Linked DNA regions of Anser cygnoides: region 2 is linked to region 1. Evidence: chromatin contacts called from public Hi-C data. All regions are on one chromosome and are shown on one strand. The core of a region is the stretch at or near the end of the contact, and the rest is flanking DNA. Distances in the headings are between cores, read along the strand shown.

The links. A called contact is a pair of places that touch in the nucleus more often than the background predicts.
Region 2: a contact with region 1 is called in a Hi-C map of liver, with 2.5 times the contacts expected there. The contact joins two enhancer-like sites. A contact is called at or near these places in 2 of 7 Hi-C or Micro-C datasets (both in liver).

The regions. Positions count from the first base shown.
Region 1 is chr1:143,015,077-143,017,899 of Taihu_goose_T2T_genome, reverse strand. NPAS2 (neuronal PAS domain protein 2) reads right to left here. Exons shown (of 21, transcript XM_066984235.1): 11 at 1,653-1,800; 12 at 928-1,009; 13 at 99-240. Among named protein-coding and RNA genes, the nearest start is that of RPL31, 22 kb to the left of the region's middle. Within about 2 kb of position 1,414, at least 2 of the 3 cell types and tissues checked have open chromatin away from gene starts, as enhancers often do. A contact at or near this core is called in liver, where this site is marked.
Region 2 is chr1:143,464,559-143,467,381 of Taihu_goose_T2T_genome, reverse strand. No RefSeq gene overlaps it. Among named protein-coding and RNA genes, the nearest start is that of IL1R2, 33 kb to the right of the region's middle. Within about 2 kb of position 1,466, at least 2 of the 3 cell types and tissues checked have open chromatin away from gene starts, as enhancers often do. A contact at or near this core is called in liver, where this site is marked.

The sequences.
Region 1 (2,823 bases), core at 165-2,664:
TCAGTACCTCATGTTAATTTGCAGCCGTGGTATATAGACACGTATTCTGTAACTTGGCTAAATGCAAAATACCGCAGTAACCCAGGAATGCCACTCACATGCTGGGTCTGACTTGGGTGTGTGGGAAGATTTTGGTGAGCTCCTGGATGATACTGAGGGTGTCCGGCTAGCACTGAGGATTGAGGCACCAATATCAAGTGCATTAAAGTGCTGTTCAGGATCCAAGCTGGAGCTACTGTCCTAAAACAAGCAGAAAAGAGAATAGCTATTGCACCTGTCAGGGTAAAAATATTTTGAAATGCACCTAGTAATACTTGCAGACCCAGTTCTTTGGCCGGCCTAAAATTACTTGAGCAGAACTAATCCCAGGTAGGCCAGCAGAAGACTTGGGCACAAGTGTCGATGTCCCTTCCAAATAGCATCTAATTAATCCTCTTTCCAGTGAACTTTCACTGAGGTGGAAATAAATAGGAAGCTACTGCCAGAGTCCTTTTGCACATTCAGATGTTTTTCTGAATGTGTGTTTTGCATACAGTTGGACTTGACAGCAACTGCAACCTCTGTGAGACACTCAGCTGTGTGGAGCTTCTCTTTCTTAACTCAGCAGATGTCCTCGATGTAGCCAAGATGGACTGTCAGAACATGTCCAGATGAATCTCAGAACTGTAGCACTTTGCCAAGGAAACATGAAGATATATCACATTGCCCCTGCCCATACTCCACTTAATTTAAGGCTGTCTGTAATCTCCAGGTTTAACCTTTCATGAACTTATCTAATTTATTTTAAAATTATTCAAGTGAGCAATGAATTCTGAACTTGTTAGGGAATCCACTCAGAAAGACAATGCTGAAATTTTCAGTGATGTTAACATAGGAAATAGTTGCAATTACTACATGTATTTATGAAAAAAACTTGTCTCATTGTACCTTTAGTGCTGAGGACACAACCTCTGAGGACACTTCTTCCAAGCCCATCTCCTGTCTCCGCTCTACCCGAACATCTGCGTAACTGAATGTAAAATATAATTCTATGTATCAACACGGTACCGTTATATTTCACAAAATGTACTTCAAGCAAATAGAGGAAAAAAAATATTGTGAAATTTTACAGGTTAAATGAACAGCTTAAAAAAATCACGTCAGATGCAACTGCACAACATTTGAGAGACTATGGTTTAATTTTAATTCCTTTCTCTACCTATCTTTTTGAAATCAAGAAGTGTATTAAAGAGTAGAGGTCAAGTTCACATCCTAAAACTACTCTGCAACTTCACTGAAAAGCTTCCACATATCTCTTAAAAAAACAGAACAGAATAAAACAAAACAAAACAAAACTAAAAAAAAAAAAACAAACACCAAGGATTTAAGGAACAGAATAGTAGAGGGAGATGTCTATTCCCTATTTTTGCACAAGATGGAAAAATGCAATAGTTACTCTCCCCCTAAACTTGTGGTCAATAAATGACGCATAGAATAGAGCAAGGCTTAGTCAGAGTATTTTTCTACAATGCAGATTTCCTTCAGAGAGTTTAGGCTTCATTTCTGTAGCATAAAAGACACGTCACGTTTCTAAGAGGAAACGTTTGCAGTCATGAGGATGCCCTTGTCTTACTGCCCTTTACATCCCCGCTGGTTGATGACAGTTTCCATACCTTACCACCATGTGTGTGCACACAATGAACTCTGGCTTGGAGTTCCACTGGTGGTACGTGATATAGTAATGGGTCTGGAGCCAGATCCACTGCTGTCCTTTGGTCAGAAACCGATAGCAACACGACTTCCCCTTGCCAAACTGCATCACTGTCAGGACAGAGTACACACAGCTGGTCACACGGTTATCAGCGTGAGAAGGACATGAAATATGAACAGTGTTACAAAGGTGTCCACGGCCCCACTGGTTCCCAAGGGAGATCAGAGCCCGAGTACCTTTTGAGTGTGTGGGCCTGTGAATCTTAGGATAGAGACGATCATAACGATCCGTAGGTGCCTTCTTCTGACAACTTGAACAGTACATTCTTTAACAGTACAATTAACTTTAATGCTAGACACAATTGCATTAATGTCTGCTACAACTTAAACATAAATCTTTCCCTGGTTTATGTGCTGCTCACATACTGCTTAATGAGGCATCTGGGATTAATTTCTAAGAGTGATCATCTGAAGATCTATAGCAGAAAAGTACAGGATAAAAATACTTGAAAAGATGAGTATTCCGTATGGATGGATTTTAGTGACTGCAGAATGAAGTGAGTATACGAGATAACATTGTGCAAACACAGAAATCATTTGAAACTGAAAGAAAATTCCCAGACTGACAAGAATTTGAAGTACAGTAAACTGTGGTATATTATAAGTTTCAAAGACTCAAGGACAAAACTAATGTCTGCTTTTTGTTCCAGCGATTTCAAGGGGATCCCAAAGATGCACATATTTAGCCTTTCTGTATTTTAATGTCAACATATAAAAAACTAATTTTGGCCAGATATTTTCAGGCCACCCAGAGGCAGTAAGACTGAGATGTTCCAGTCAAGCCTATAAGTAAATATTTAAAAAGGATTGCCTCATTTTCTTTACTTAGTGAGAGAGCTTTCCAATTAAATCTTAATAGTCTATCTTTAAATAATCACAGGTAATGTCAATGCCAAATACTTGGTGAGCAACATTACAGTAAATAATCTGCAAGAATTTTACAAAATGCAATCTCCTCAGAAATTGCTTGATCTATTCCTGCATATTCTTCACTAATAGAGCAGGGGTCAAATCTGGCATATTTTATCAATTCAGTGAGTCTCACTGACTACTTCTGGGAATAGGGGAGGTGAA
Region 2 (2,823 bases), core at 217-2,716, 450 kb before region 1:
CAAAGAAGGACTACGAAGATGAAGGATCTGGAGAGCAAGACATATGAAAAGGGGCTGAGGTCCCTTGTTTTGTTCAGCCCAGAGCAGAGCAGGCCGAGGGGAGGCCTCATGGCGGCCTGCAGCTCCCTCACGAGGGGAGCGGAGGGGCAGGCGCTGAGCTCTGCTCTCTGGGGACAGCGACAGGACCCGAGGGAACGGCATGGAGCTGGGACAGGGGAGGGTCAGGCTGGGGGTTAGGGAAAGGTTCTGCACCCAGAGGGTGGTCGGGCACTGGGACAGGCTCCCCGGGGCAGTGGTCATGGCACCGAGCCTGATGGAATTCAAGAAGCATTTGTACAATGCTCTCAGACACATGGTCTGATTTTTTAGGTGGCCCTTTAGGGACCCAGGAGTAGGACTCGATGGTCCTTGTGGGTCCCTTCCTACTCGGGATATTCTGTGATTCTATGAAGTGACAGCTAAGTTTACCCCAGCAGGCATCTGGGGTATATATGCTATCATTCCAGCTGTCCATGTATGCATCAGGTATTCACACCTCAGTATGATAGGTATGATACAGACTATCTTCAATATGCCTTTTCCTATACAAAAGTCATGCACATTCGTTTGAGCCAATTAGATGTATATTCCCATTATAATGCCTGCAGTGATGAGAAATCCCTGCAGAATATAATTTCATTTGTATATCTATGCTTACTGTTTGCAGATCTGATCCCAACTCTATAACCAGAGGAGAACTCTGCTACTTTACAAGGACTTTGATTTAGGTCCTAACCAGAAGTCAGAAAACATAATAAAAACATAATAAAAACTCTTTTCAGCTTAGAAACACTCACAAAAATGCCAAATGCATTACCTTAGGCTAAGATCTACTCGTCACAAACAGAACAGGATCTGTATCTTCACTTCATTTTTTCTTTCTTGGGTGACAGGTCTAACTTCCAGTGAAGCACGGAAGCATGCAGAGCTGTGGCTGGTCCTTTAAAATATGCTCATGACTGAGTACATTACTGAAGCCCTTTTATTTGTTAAAGATTAAAATGTCCTGTGTACAAACTTGTGCAGTGCCAATACTGTAGCTCACAGGCAGCACACTGTCTCGCTTTTATGACTCCTAAGAATTATTGCTGTGTTTGGGAAAGAGCCAAAGTAGAAGAGAAAGCCCTGTTCAGATGATAACCCCTTCATTATGCTGCATCATTTACTGACTTGTATCCTTTAGGAAGTCCAAACAGGAAACCAAGCCAGCCGTGTTTGTATGAAGCAGCAGAACATAAGGCTTTGTTATGTTATGATAACCAGGAAGTAACACATTAGGTTGTTTTAACTTCACTCTCTTACTTGTCCACTGAATAAGTGAACGACAGTTTGGTTTAGGCACAGACTCATGGCTTTAATATTTAAAGTAGATCTGAAACCTTTTCATACCTTCTCTCCAGTGTGCTACCTTCCCACTTTCCTTTATGTTGATGTACACAGATAAGACATTATTTGACATCATGCTGATTTTATTTATATCTCTTTTCAGTGAAGCTAATCCTCATTTTTCAAGCAGTTGCTGATTAAAGTCAGATGATTTGTTCTGCACGATAGCTTATGGGTTAACAAAACTGAAACTGTCACTTGCTAGAGCCCTGTGGCAGACAAAGAGAGATCTAAGGCCAAATAAAGGGGCCATCCAGCTCCGGTGACAATCTCACGTTCATGACTTTTGCTGCAAATACTTGTAAAAACATTATCTGAATAAGGCAAATACAGTTTGTTTATATTTGTCATACTCTTCTATTTTCCAGTAATAGTGTTTCAGGCATCCCGTCTGCAAAAGGTCATGCCGAGATTGCCATATTCATTAGTGACTAATTAACTCTATCACTTTGTCTAGTCCCTTTCTGAACTTCTTATCTTTTGTTGCCTCCGCAACATTCAGTGAATATTACCTGCAGTTTAATCATTAAACAGTAAAGGCACACTCTTATTAAAAAGTGATTAAAACCCTCTACTACTCTTTCTTAATCTGCCCCTCAATAATTTAACTAGGCACCCTTCACTCTGCTTATGTGAGAAAGAGTGAACACATCTTTTCCTGCTCACTTTCTCCATTACTATTAGTGACTCAGAGGAACCTCATGGCATTTCCAAGCTGCAGAGCCTTGTAGCAAAGCCAGCCCATACCACCATCCTGTGCGGCACCCTTCTCTGCGCTGGATTTCATTGGTGATGAAAGGACACAAAAGATATGCTCTTTCCAAGATGTTGGTGTACCTGCCTTGGTATAACCACCTAAAGTTACTCATTGAGAGATTTGAATTTAAATCTCTCTTTTATCAGTAAGAAGATTTAGTAAGATCCTTCCATGGCTCTCCCAACATGTTTCAATGAATTTGACTAGCCTAACAATTCTGTAGCTGGCACAAAGTCTGTCACCTCGCTACTATTCACATCACCTTTTTGTGAGCAGCATGCTGGAAGTCCTAGATCCCAGCAGAGACATCAGTAGGATCCCCCTGAGCACTCTCCTGGCAGGTGAGCAACACCAGCTGCATAAATCAGTGTAAGTCAGCTGATGGAATATGCTATCATTTTTACTTAACAGCACTCAAAGGAAATTGTGGACTAAAGTACTCCTGTCAGCAGTAGGAGTGAAGGAGGATGCCGCACCCTTGCAGGTTCCCCTGTAGGAGTCTGGCCCTGAGGGGGCTAGGGTTTAACCTAGAGAAGAGAAGGCTCTGGGAAGGCCTTATAGCAACCTCCCAGTACTTAAAGGGGTCCTACAAGAAGGATGGGGAGAGGCTCTTTGTCAGGGAGTGTAGTGATAGGGCATGG